2 separate regions of the Sus scrofa genome follow, and region 1 is linked to region 2. Evidence: chromatin contacts called from public HiChIP or PLAC-seq data. All regions are on one chromosome and are shown on one strand. The core of a region is the stretch at or near the end of the contact, and the rest is flanking DNA. Distances in the headings are between cores, read along the strand shown.

Region 1 (7,378 bases), core at 63-2,562, 630 kb after region 2:
TAGCCAGAGAAGGAAGATGTTATTTTCCTCCGTCTCCTTTTCCTAGCCTTCTATCCAGTCGACCTCCATAGAGCTAGCTCTAGACCAGACATAAACTGATACCAGAGCAAAGGACAGTCAGTGGGAATGACACAAGGCAGCCACAGGGTTGGCAGAAGTAAATGCAAAAGAATCAGCAAACAATTACAAAGGAGACATCGACTAAAGAGAGGAAGGACCTGCCAATATGGTACAACTCTCCATTTGCACATGGTGTTTACATTCAGAATCAGTCAAATCACACATTCCCCACCAAGACTTTTGTTTGGAAAAGTTCTGTGGCTCCTCCAACTTCCTTGTACCTTGTGTAGATGATCACCACCATAAATAGCCTGATGACTAGTTTCCAGCACATCTTCCCTAGTGTCCCTAAAAGGCAAATCAAATGCCAAGGTTCTTGAAGAGTTTAAAGCTTAAGGATGTGGGTTTTATCCATCAGGGTATTAATTATCCTGTGTAAATTAAAATTACCATCAGATTACCAACTTTAATATCACTTAAGAAAAAATACAATTTAGGCAAAAATGGAAGAAATTCAAATACCTAGTTACACACTACATTTACTCAAGATAAATGAAGCATTACTATTTATTCTTGCTTAATCTACTAAGCAGGGTCGTTTTATTTCCCAGACCTAAGTAGAACCCAATATGACTACCTTCCTAGCATCAAAATTTGTCTGATGTGTTCACATTGGCAGTACTTCAAGCTTGAGGACAGCAGAGCCATTTCAGGCTGTTCTCTGTACTTAGGTGCCAAGAAGCCTTAAATTAGCTACTTACTCTAATTACTCTAAATAGAAACTTAGCTGTTCATGTGTCCTTCTAGAGCAAAGGACTCAGAATCCTTCTATCACACCCTGAGAGAAACGCTCTCTAAGACTCAGTGTTAATTCTGTGGCTAGAGTGGAAAAATAAGGAAAATATCAGAAGCCACAAGTCTGGCTCATGTATAATCCCATCATCATGTCTCCATTTATCCTAAAAGGATGTGTTCAACAATCCAAACCAGACTCTGCTCTTTACAATTTGAAGTAGGTCAACTTTTTTTTTTTTTTTTTTAAGGGGTCAAAAACCCTTTTAAAAACAAGTTGAAGAGGAGAGAGTAGTTTTTAAAAACAATCGCCTAGCTATTTCTTAAGGCTGGAATATGCTGCAAAACATGTAAGAAAAGTAGAAAAAAAAATTTAAAGGAGATTTGGAAGAAGGGGAGAGGAGTGTGGTGAAAAGTAAACCAATAAACAAAAGAGCACAACTGTCAACCGCCAAAGGCAGATCTATGATCTCTTCCTCGTGGTTGTTGATCAGCCTGCCAAGTACAGCAGAGGAATGCCACGCCCTTTGAAGACAAACTAGTAGGAAATAATGTGGCCCTTTATTCAGAACATAAAAAAGAGCTGAAATTATGTATGTTTCATGGGATTTGAAAAGTGATTTAAAACCCTTAAGCATCAAATGTCTAAAACATGAATAAGATTAACCTCTGAAAGAAATGTAAAATTTACTACTCCTAATAAAAATACACTATTCATGCCTTACTTCTAAACTGAGCTGATGAGCAAAAACAGTTATAGGTCAGCACAAGCACATTTCCAAAATGATTGGTTCAGGCAAAGGCTTATGAAATGAAACTGTAGATGATGGGACTTATATCATCAGTCTTTTACTTTTGTACTTTTTGAACATCATCCAAAAATACTAATCCACTGTTGAAATTCTATGAAAGGGAGCAAGAAGAGAAATATTCTACCTATTGCAATCTTCCAACTGAAAGCATTCACATCCTGCTGCAAATGTATCAGAGCTGTATCACATCCTTTGGTGAATGTGCCCCCTCTTTTGTTTTGGTTTTGCTGTGTTAAATCTTTTTATAGAAGTTTAATGTCTGGCAAGAGCATGTTTCCAAGTTTTTTGGTTTTTTTTTCTACCTTACCCCCTGACTTTACATGAACCTTACCAAAAATTAAAAAGGAAATGGAAAAACTCAAGCATATATTCAATTTGCCACAACAAAGTTTGGCTTTAAAAAAATTTTGTTTTAGGAGTTCCCTTCGTGGCTCAGCAGAAATGAACCCGACTAGTATGCATGAGGATGCACGTTTGATCCCTGGTCTGGCTCACTGAGTTAAGGATCCAGTGTTGCTGGGAGCTGTGGTGTAGGTCACAGACTCCTCTTGGATCCCGCATTGCTGTGGCTGTGGTTATGGCTGGCAGACAGCTCCTCCAATTCGTCCTCTAGCCTGGGAACTTCCATATGCATATGCTGCACATGAAGCCCTAAAAAAAAAATTGTTGAGGAGAGAGAGGAAAATTAGACTAAAGGTAATTATTTATGCATCATCTTCATCATATACCCTATGCAGACTTTTAGCAAAACTGAAGAGGCATAGAACCACAGCATTTTATATACGGAAGTGTGCCTATGTTTTCTAGCCCTTGTAGTTTTAATTTCATATTAACCCTCTATTATTTATTATAATTAGTATGGAATATAATCTCATTAAACTCTCTTTTTGATGTAATGCAGATTCTTAAAAGCTAAATCTGAACTTCTACATTCTTCTCGAAGGCAAAAAGAAACAGAAACATGAGTCCTCTCACAGGACAAAACTACTAAATGTTTCTTCACTGATGGTCTGCCTGTGGCCGCCACTGAGGTGGGAATCAATCGTGCCTCCTGCTTGTTGGGGAAAATATCACTTCCTGTTGTATCATTCAGATTTTCTCCAAATTACAGTCACATCCACATCCACACAAAATTAATCCACACAATGCAGTTCCTGTCGTGGCTCAGTGGTTAACGAATCCGACTAGGAACCATGAGGTTATGGGTTCGATCCCTGGCCTTGCTCAGTGGGATAAGGATCCGGCATTGCCATGAGCTGTGCTGTAGGTCACAGATGCGGCTCGGATCCCACGTTGCTGCGGCTGTGGTATAGCTCCGATTCGACCCCTAGCCTGGAAACCTCCATATGCCACAGGTACAGCCCTAGAAAAGACAAAAAAATAATAATAATAATCTTCACTCATTTTGATCAAGTATTGTATTAGATTTTTACTTCTTTGACCATACACTTTGAAGACCCATACTTTCATTTCCATCAGCAACGCCTTTTAATTTTTATGGAAACTGTGTGTGAAACTTTTCCTCCTTCTCTTTTCACTGAAGTTGAATTCTGAGATATAAAGATGCAAAAACTACCTTATCCCTGCCATGCTTTCATATATATAAATAGCTCTTCCTTTTTCTGTTCAAATTAGTAGTGTTTTATTTTACTGTAAATGGCTTCTGCCAAAGAACATCACTAAACATGAAATACCTTGGCTGTGGCATTCACTGAATTTTTAGTAGGTAAGCTATAATTGCGTAGGAAAAACAAGGAGGGTTGTAGGAGTAGAAGGGGGGTAATGTATAAGCAAATAGGAAATCTCACAATGCAAGAGAATACAAACAGGATGTATAAATTGCAAAGCCAACACCAAAGTTTTCTGCTAGCCAAGATACATAGAATTATCTTTTAATCTGCTAAGATTCCAAAAGGAAATAAATAATGATATTCGGAATTATTTATTTAATGAAAGAGGTAGCTGAGCTTTAAATCAAAAGATTATATAATGCTTTGCTAAACATAAACAATGCTTGAGAATAGCTTATACACAAACATGGAATATTTTTAGCTTTTGAGACTATGAGATGAAATTCTCTTGAACAATTCCCTAAGTATGTCTTCCATTTTCCAATAACTTTTAACAAGGTAAGTGTGTGTTGTAAGGCAGGATAAGAGAATGTATGTTAAAATAACATGCTGTAAATATCTAAGCATCATATATTGTACTGGATCATCCTTTTAACCTCTACATGCTTTTCTGTATTATTAATGTTGCGAGTCTTTTCTTGTCCAAATTCCAAATCCATCTTTTAAGACTTCAATTCACGGAATTCCTGTTGTGGCTCAGTAGGTTAAGAACCCAATATAGTGTCCATGAGGATGTGGGTTCAATCCCTGGCCTCACTCAGTGGGTTAAGGATCAGTGATGCCATGAGCTGTAGTGTAGTTTGCAGATGTGACTCAGATTTTTGTTGCTATGGCTGTGATGTAGACTGGCAGCTGCAGCTCTGATTTGATCCCTAGCCTGGGAACTTCCATATGCTTCAGGTTCAGCCACAAAAAAAGAAAAAAAAAAAAAAAAAAGACCTTAATTCATATAATTCCATCCATACCATGAGGTAGAAATATTATTAAATAGATAAAATATCCTTGGAAGTATTTTTCAATGAAATACCTGTCTGGGCACCCCAGGTCCCTGTTTCCTCATCTATAAATGGAGGAGTGAAGGGATATGACCTAAGGCCCTTTTCAGGAGAGAAATTCTATAGTGCCTGCTTTGCATGATATCACTCAATATTAAAGAAAGCATGGGGGTAGTAATAAGTTGTTACTTTCATAAATGACTTTAAAATTGAGTCCCAGGTAGTTGACTATGGACAATGACCAAACCTTAAAGTCCTCTGCCAAAACCTGGGGACTAGGTGAGAACTTAATGAATAGTAAGCTCAGTCAGACCAAGGAATAATAATGGTAATACAAGAGAGCAAGGAACTGATATTTATCAACTGATTCCTGTAAAGCAGATTCTGTAGCACTCTGGTATAGAAAGATGAACCTCACAGTCAGCTCATAGCTCAGTAAGGAGATAAAGGAGCAAACACAAATCTCAGTGCAGTTATGGTAAATACAGTGATAGAGATAAGTACGGAATGCAGTGGATTGCATAGGTAGGAAAGTGCTCCACGCTGGGAAGGATTCACAGAATAGAAGACAAATCAACAGAATCTTAAAGTAGGTGACACTAGGTAAGGAGCAATGTATACTAAATCTCTAAATCATGAGAGAAAATGTCCCCTTCTCAATCTTCTTCCAAGCTGTCTTGGATCCTTCTGGTTCTTTAGTTTTTCATATGAATTTTAACATCAACATCAATTTTCTATGAAAATGTCAAAATAAAAAAACTGAATTTATCTTTAATATGCATGTCTTTCTATTCATGAAAAGAGTGTATCTATTTATTTTAGTTTTATTTTGGATTATCCGACAAAACAAAATTTTTGAACCAGAAGGACTTGTAAATGTTTTATTGTATTTTTAAATAGAATATTTAACTATGTTAGAAATGATTTATTTTAAATTATTAATGATGTATTAAAAATTTTTTATATTAATCTTATATTCAGGAATTATGCAGAATTTTATTATTAGGTATAATAGTTTGTTAATAGGTTATCTTGGATTTTCTATGAAAATGATCATATCACCTTTAGATAATGATAATTTTTCTTTTTAATCTTGTCAATATTTATTTGTTTTTCTTTTTCTCTCTTACCAATTTGACTAGGACCTTTGAACAATGCTGAATACAAGTAGTTATGATGGGCGTAATTGTCTGATGTACTTTAAAGAGAAACCATACATTTTTCTCCATTAAGTGTGATAACCACAAGGGGTTTATTTTATTTATTTATTATTTATTATTTATTTATTTATTGGCTACATCATGACTGGGTATCAAATTTTGGTCACACTCATTTTCTTTCTAACTTTTTTATTGTAAACAGATATATACAAATATATAGCTGTTAAAGAATAATAACAAAATAAACACATATGTAAATACTATCCAAGCTAAAGAAAAGAACAATGACAGTATTTTTAAAGCCCCTGAATCCTCTTCTCCAATTATATTATCTGTACAGTCCAAAAAATAAGCTTACTCATAATATTCATAATATTATTGACTTAATTTCCTTTGTGTATATCGTATGTATATATCCTAAAAAATATATTGTTCAGTCCTGCTTGTTCTAAAGCTTGATATAAGTGGAATAACACTAACAGTATTCTTCAGTAACCCTTTTTTTTTTTTTGGTTCAGTATTATCAGATACATTGGCCTGTAGTCATTTTTATTTTTCTGTGATATTCTATTGCATGAATGCATTAGAATTTACTTATATAATCTGTTGATACGCACTCAAGTGGTTTCCAATTTTCTGTAGTTATGAATTTTTTTATGAATTATGTATTCTGGTGCACATTTGTGAGAATTCTTTAGGGTGTATATCTAGGACTGAATTGGTGGGTCTCAATCTACATGGATCTTAAGCTTTCAACTTTCTAGAAAATGCCACACTATTTCCCCAAATGACTGTACTGATGCTCCGGCAGTAAAGCATGAGCATTCCCATTGAACCACGTCTTCATCAGTGATTAGCTACACCCTTGATTTTAGTGGGTATGTAAAGATTGTGGTTTTACTTTTTCCTCCCTGAAGCCGAGCAACTTTTCATGTTTATTGGACATTCATGTTTTCCATGAAATACATGTCCAAGTGGCTTGTTATTAGTCTCCAGAAGGCTGGGCCTTATTTAAGTATTCTGCACATTAGTGTTTTGTCAATTACAGGTGTTGAAAATAGCTTATCTGAATTTGTGGCTTGCATTTTTTTCCCTCCAGTCTTATTGAAATGTAATTAACATGCAGCAATATAAAGTTTAAGGTATACAGCATAATGATTTGACTTATGCTGTGAAGTGATTACCACAATAAGTTTAGTAAACATCTATCATTTCATATAGATACAAAATTAAGGAAAAAATTTTTCCTTCTTATGAGAACTCTTAGGACTTATTCTTTTAATGACTTTCATATATAATGTAGAGCAGTGTTAATTACATTTATTATGTTTCACATTACATCCCTTGTGCTTACTTATCCTATAGCTAGAAGTTTGTACATTTTAGCGCCTTCATCCATTTCCTTTCTCCCCAACCCCCATCTCTAGTAACCACAAATCTGATCTCTTTTCTATGACTTTGTTTTTGAAGTATAATTGACCTAAAACTCTATGACAAAGGTAAGAATATAACATAGGGAAAAGAGAGCCTCCTTAATAAATGGTGTTCAGAAAACTGGACAGCTACATTGAAAAGACTCAAACTGGACTAATTTCTCATATCATATGCATAAATAGGTTCAAAGTGGATTCAAGACTTAAAGTCTGAAACAGTAAAACTCTTAGAAGAAAGCATAGGCAATACTCTCTTTGACATTAGTTTTAGCAATATTTTGGGATATTTGTCTTCTCAGGCAAGGGAAGCAAAACAAAAATAAATGATTGTGACTGCGTCAACCTAAAAAGATTTTGTATGGTGAAGGAAACTATAAACAAAACAAAAAGGCTACCTACCGAATAGGAGAAGATATTTGCAAACGACTGATCTCATAAGGGGTTAATATCCAAAATATATAAAGAATTCATACAACTCAACATCAAAAAAACATA
Region 2 (6,848 bases), core at 3,698-6,197:
AGTGTGGGATTTTATTGGTTATTCATCTTAATGAATAAAAATATGTATACATAATTAAAGCCACGTTCTCTGTCAATTGCCTTCTAATAAATGTTGAGTCTTTGTCAGCACTTGTCAATTGCATTTGATGATCAATTTTGATTCTTCCTCAACCTAAAGTTGTCAGCAGTGCAATAAGGTAGATTTTGTTTAAAGAAACACCGGCTTAGTATTTGAAATGAATAATTATTTAATGATGAAAATGAACATTCTTAAGCAAGTGGTAAAATTTTTACTGTTTTAAAAACATCTTGGAGTTCTGTCATTGCACAGTGGATTAGGGATCCAGTGTTGTCACTGTGGCGGCTTGGGTCGCTCCTATGGTGCGGTTTTATCCCTGGCCCAGGAATTTCTACATGCTATTGGCACTGCCAAAAAAAAAAAAAAAACTGAAAAACAAAACAAAACACAACAAAAACAACTCTTGGTGAAAAATCTGGTCATAATATGCAGCATTTTCTCATTATTTGTTTAAAAAAATTGGTCTATGATCTATTGATTATTCATAAGACAGAAGTAACATAATTTTGTGGAGATCATGTAGGAAAATGATATATGATTCGGCAGCATTAAATTTTTTTTCCCTGTCTACTTTGTTCTGACATGTCAGTTATCAGAAAACATTTTTATTTTTGTACCACTTTATTGTTCTTTCACCTTTGACATTTTTTCCCCACCTCCCTAGAGGCAGAGTGTTGCCAAGAGAGAATGAGGGCAGAAATCATATTATATTGAAACTAAATTTAAAAATAGACTGAGTGAATCAGTAAGTCTAGATAAATTTAATGTTGTAGCTATTTGAAAAATGATGAATCTTTATTGCATTTTTTGGAATTATGTACTTTCTCCCTCAAAAAGAACACTATGCACCTTTAAAAGAATGTTGAATGATCTTTTCTAGTTGGTGAAAATAACGCCAGCACCTGAACATGAGAAAAACCTCCAAGGCATTTTTTTTTTTTTTTTTTTTTGGAATGTGATTTTCTTATTATGGTCATTGAGGTGACCATAATATGGGAAATATGGGGACATTTTATACTACTTTATAAAAAATACTTGTGAAGAGTTACTTAAAAAAAAATCTTTGGTCAGTGAAACTTTCAAGAAGATGAGTATCTTACACTTGCAAAGCAGTAATATGAAAGTTTAGGCCATGTCTATTTTTATAGATTTGAGTAAGTTATTATGAGTAAGTATGAATCTTAATTCATACTAACATTTCTGAGACATAAAATCATCTATGGATTTGCCTCTGGTAGAAATGAGAATAATTCAATTTTCTCGAATTAACAGTTTAGAAATAAACATAATTCATTTCTTTCTTTGACAGTTTAACCTCCATGTTAGAATGGGTGCCAAGTGCAGTGAGAATCCAAACAGCCATTGAATTTAATACCTAGTGGTTTATTCTCTTAAAGATGAGCCAAGGCTTTGCCTTTGAGTTTTAAAAATGGCCTACCTTGAGGTCATTAAAATAAGATTGCCAATATGAGAATAAAATGTGAAAGATGATTCAGAGGGTGGAATAAAGCTATTTGGGGAATGGGAAATAATCATTCAACTTAGATATTGAGCACCCAAGTGCAGCTGGCCATCTTTTCAAAGTGAGGCCTCATACCTCACAAGGTGAGGTGGTCTCTGACCTTGCGAGTTTGGAAATTCTCTGCTTTGTGTTGTAACTCACCACCTAACCTGAAGCAAAGAAATACTTTGACCTTGTGCTTCTTTGAATCATGCTCACCAAAGGAGGAGGAGGAGGACGTTGCGACAGTGGTGTTGGCGAATCTCTTTCAGTGGCAGTGGAAACTGATGCTTCTCTGCAGCCACGTTGTTTCAGTAGAAAACAATCAGACCCTAAACCCCGGTTAAGTACAGCTAAGACCGTAGTAACTTCATGGAAAAAAAATGGCACAGGGGGAGAAATCAGACTATCATTTGTGAGATGTGGCTTAGAGGGGGAATTACTTGATCCTGTGGTGAAGTCTCGGGACTTTGGTGGGAGATTAGGAGGTTTGTGGGGAATGAAGAGGGTCGTGGCTTTGAGGAGGGTGTCTGATGTTCACATGTTATCACGGCGCTGAGCTGGCCCTTTGCCTTTCAACTGCATGCACTGACTCAGTCCTCAATTTGTGGCCTGCCACGGGCAAAAAGGGTTTCTGGTCTCATCCTTCTCCCAGTCTGTGCACATTACCAAACCACAACATAAACTCACCACCTTCAGCAGCCTCCGCCCAAAGGAGGTTTCCGATGAGAAAATTGGAATGTATGTGCCAAAAATTAGGAAAGTTGCCCAAAGAACCTTGTAATCGTAGAGGAATAGCATCTACCTGGTCTCTTTCTTTTTTGTCTAATGGTGACCCTTCTGATTTAAGAAAACAGCAAATTTATATGGACTCTGGAGTCAGATTTGTTTGAGTTTAATTTCTGGCTGTTGTACTTGTTAGTGGAATAGTCCTGGGCCAGTTTTCTCATCTGAAAATGGGGATAACAGTAATACCTGTCCCTCAGTGTTTGTTTCAAGAATGAGAAATGCACATGTCATATTGAGGGCACCCTTGGACATGTGAACAAATGCCCATCCACTGTTAGCCTTACTGTTACTTTATTGCTCTTTATCCACAAGATATTTGCTGAAGAAAGAGGAGATATAGGAACATATTAAACACATACAAAGGTAAGAGGCACTAGTGCTTTCCTTAACTAATTACATCGGTCCTCACTAGGATCCTTTCCAGGGTGGAGATTGATTTTATATGTATTTTACTGTTGTGTATACTCAGCAAGACTTAGAGTATATGATTTTCAGAAACTTGTATCTTAGTTGGGGTTACAGAATATACCCACTTGGCAATCTATACACAAAATGACCCACATAAGAACAAAGAAACAAATGAAATTGGAAACTCTTTTTTTAGCTTTTTTTTTGTGTCAAATATGTTGTCTTAATCCCATATTTCTATGTATAATAGCAAAGTCACTGCATGGAGTAGTGATCAATCAACATTTATTAAATTCCTCTGCTTGTTGAACAGTTTGTCATTCTAGGACTTAGGAACTCTCAAGGAGGGAAAGTTAATAAGTTGGCAGTGTCAAACTATAGACTCTCAGGAAAGTTAAAAAAAAAACAACAAAAAAACCAAACCTCAAGTTTTAAAAATAATAGTAAGGGGGTTCCCATGGTGGCTCAGTGGTTATGAACTTGACTAGTATCCATGAGGATACGAGTTCGATTCCTGGTCTCACTCAGTGGGTTAAGGATCCAGGGATGCTATGAGTTGTGGTGTAGGTCACAGACAGGGGAGGGCATGGGGAGGGTGGGGTGCTGGTCCTCTGATTCTTCCATTGCTGTGGCTGTGGCTGTGGCTGTGGCGTAGGCCAGTGACTACTGCTCCACTCAACCCTTAGCTTGGGAACTTCCATATGCTGTAGGTATGGCCCTAAAAAAAGCAAATATATGTTACAGGAAACTGGAGATACTTTCTGAACATACCAACTTTTTTCACCAGTCTGTTAAGAGTGGCCTGCTGTTCTCCAACTATGGGACTTTGATCCTCCTGATAACTAATTAAGCAAGGGTTGAAAATCCCTAAATGTCTTTTGTTCAGAATTTTTTAACAGTGGTTAAAAAATGTTCTGTCTTACAAAGGTCCAAGAGGTATGTGTGTGTATGTATTTCAAGTGAGTGCTAGTGAATAGACAGTATTCAAAATATACCATTACAGAGACATTAGACATTCTATAATGTTGAAGATTTTAAGAAATAAAGTGGAAATCATTGGTGTGGCTGTGCTGTGTGTGGACATACAATTAAAGCTCGAAAGACTGGGCATTTAGTGAATAAGCAGTATGAGTGTAATGAGTGCCACAGGTCCAGGTCAGCATTATGGAATTCATCTTTCACTTCTGAATTTTCTCTGGTCAGAGACAATGTTGGATTCAGATGAAGCTTAGTAATGATTGAAGTATAGTACACCAGGCCTGCCGTGTCTCTCAACCTAAGCTTACAATTGTGGAACACCCTAAAAGAAAAAATCCAGTGACCTCATTATGTAGTATTTGGCAGCTGTGGACACAGCATTTTAGCTGGGACTTTAATAGAGAAAAGACAGGACAGAGACAGTACACATCCTGTGAGATCTAGGTGTCCTTCTGAAGCATTTTAGTTTATAATTTAAGGGCTTTTTGCCTTCCTACTCCGAGCAGCCTGGACAGTTAAGAGTTCCAGTCAGCCCCTCCCTCCCCTGCCCTCCCTCCTTTTGGTCAATCCTTGGAACTTGCATACACCATGGATTTGGTCTCGATTTTTACAATTAAGTGGGTTTTGTGCTCTGGATGTTTGCCATAGAAGGGTCTAAATCTTTTTTTTTTTTTTTTTCCTTCCTTAAAATGTGTTACTCTGATGATGTAAGAGAAGCACAGCCTCTTAAGGAAAGAAAAGGAAGCCCGTGAACTATTTGGGAGGTTTTCATTTTGCATACACCCATGCTTTGCGAAAGACTTTAAGTCCGGGTCAAAATCATGCCCTTGCAAATAGGAAAATGTGGGCTTGGCTCATGCTTTTGCTGGAGTACATGTCCCCGGAGTGGGGCGTTCTTATTTTACTTCTTCCCACAAAGTTGATCGGGTTTCTCTCACGAGGAGAGGGCCCTCTGGGCCTAGGCCTCAGTGAAATGCAGGGGAGACCCCTGGGCGCCCCTTTGCGACGGGGAGGGTCCCCGGGGTGCTCTGGCGTTCGCGTCTCAGGCCGCTTTGTGAAGCAGGGTGTCGTACCGAGCCCCTTGCAGTGGGAAACGTGCTTCCGCGCTTGCTCCGAGGCCCGGCGGCCGCCGCCCTCCGGCCTCCGCGCGAGGCGAGGCGAGGCGAGGCGGGCCGGCCCGGCGACATTTCACGAGGCCGCTTGGCAGCCATTTTAGATCCTGCCCGCGCTGCGAGCTCCTGGCTGCCAAAAACTGCAGCCGCTCCGTGCCAAGACACTCTTGGCAGTGGAGATAAACTTTGTAGAGATACACAGTCCAGAAATATCTTATAATTACAAAGCACAGGGGGCAGAATGTTTTTACAATACAGCTGTGCTAATGTAAACATTTAATTTGGCAGCCTTCTCCACCCACTTTTCAATTAACCGGGTTTAGGCAGATACTTTAGGTCTGTAATAAACTTTATTGCTACTTCTCGTAGAGTACAGTTTATGAAACACAGATTGGAGGGGCTTTGTTGGGGGGTTTCCATGCATATAGGAAAGCACATGGTGAAGGTTGTGCTGCCATGAAGGGGAAGTGTAAGCTTTCTGTCTCAGAAACCGCTACAGGCCCGGCTTGACGGAAACAGTTGCTTTAAGGGGAGAAAACTGTGGGGGCTGTCTCCTTTGGCTTCTTCAGCCTGCGAGAGGATATTAATAGAAAGAGGTAGAATCACTTATATAGCTACAAAAAGACACTTGTGTTGGTGATCATTAAAAAAGATAAATGTCCCCTGCAATGCATGAGACTGTTTCAGAGATAAATTCCCAATAACAGTTCTTACAGATATAATTATAATAATTGTGTAATCGCCGTGATAATTATTCTTATAGAGTGAAAGAAATAATTTTCTATCTAAAGTAGCATTCAACTCTTCAGCTCACAAAGCTAGTCAATAGATCCTTTTCAGCTAACCTAGAAAAAAAAATGGTAGAGGTCATAGAGTTTTAAAGCTAAATTTGGTTTTAATTGACATTGAGAAAGGGAATTTTTTTTTTCATAAGGAATATGACATCACATTTCATGATAGCTCTTTGCATAGATGTGTTTACACATTTCTCAGATAAATTAGAGAATACCATATACATGCCAAACGTATGGATATTTCATTTTTTAAAGACAAAGAAGGCATTCAGCTCATATTTTCATGTCTTACCATTTAGAAACTTTGCCTTGATTCTGGTTTTTATGGTTTTTAAAAATTATCTTTTTTTTTTTTTTCTCCACTTAATGGTGGATTTTCATAATAGCAAACCATTCTTATATTTTCCCCTCAGGACTCCATTTGAGTGCCTCGTTTAGTCTGGCTCCAACACCATTCAATCTGTGGGGTGTGACCATAAAGTAATTTTCAATTTGAAGTTGTATTCTTCTGTTCAGCTCCCAAAGCTCATCACCAGATCCCTTTCAGCCATCCTGAGAGATGATAGTGGTCAGAGAATTTTGAAGTTGTACTCTTATTATTTTATAGTCTTGTTATTTTTATCCTCCAATAGCTCTTTTGCCATCATATTACCTTTATGCATTCTGCTCATCACAGCTAAACAAGGCATTTGCAATGGCTTTTATTCTCTCAGATGTTTTACTCTTTAAAAACAAAAATCAAACAAAAAATGTTTGTCTCACAGCTAAATCCGTGTGTGTGTGTGTGTGTGTGTGTGTGTGTGTGTATCATGTCAGTTCTATTTTCAAAATATAATACCTGAGGATACTGTTTATTTGTAAAATTTAAGCAGCTTATTTTACCTGTTAGCAAGTGATAAAAGCACAACACAGATTAAATTGTATGCTGCATGAAGAGAAGGACAAAAAATGTTTTGTCCTCTGCTGTAGACTGAGCTCCAAGGATGATGCATCATGGAATCTTTTGGTGCTCAATCTTGTGTTGGTGGTAGTTTTTTTAAAAAAATTCTTTTTATTGGGAGTCTCCTTTGTGGCTCAGCAGTTAATGAACACGACTAGGATCCACGAGGATGCAGGTGCAATCCTTGGCCTCACTCAGTGGGTAGGATCAGGTGTTGCTGGGAGCTGTGGTTGTAGATCACAGATGCGGCTCCAATTTGGCATTGC

Evidence for each region. HiChIP or PLAC-seq counts read pairs in DNA pulled down with a chosen protein or histone mark.
Region 1: a contact with region 2 is called in an H3K27ac HiChIP or PLAC-seq map of skeletal muscle. The contact joins two enhancer-like sites. A contact is called at or near these places in 2 of 47 Hi-C or Micro-C datasets (retroperitoneal adipose tissue and subcutaneous adipose tissue) and 1 of 2 datasets of contacts at active chromatin or transcription factors (skeletal muscle).

What each region holds. Positions count from the first base shown.
Region 1 is chr1:208,927,494-208,934,871 of Sscrofa11.1, forward strand. All of the region lies in intron 1 of LOC106509171 (a long non-coding RNA gene), which reads left to right. Among named protein-coding and RNA genes, the nearest start is that of MPDZ, 250 kb to the right of the region's middle. Within about 2 kb of position 1,313, at least 3 of the 83 cell types and tissues checked have an H3K27ac peak or open chromatin away from gene starts, as enhancers often do. A contact at or near this core is called in skeletal muscle, where this site is marked.
Region 2 is chr1:208,292,039-208,298,886 of Sscrofa11.1, forward strand. All of the region lies in intron 2 of NFIB (nuclear factor 1 B-type), which reads left to right. Among named protein-coding and RNA genes, the nearest start is that of NFIB, 110 kb to the left of the region's middle. Within about 2 kb of position 4,948, at least 35 of the 83 cell types and tissues checked have an H3K27ac peak or open chromatin away from gene starts, as enhancers often do. A contact at or near this core is called in skeletal muscle, where this site is marked.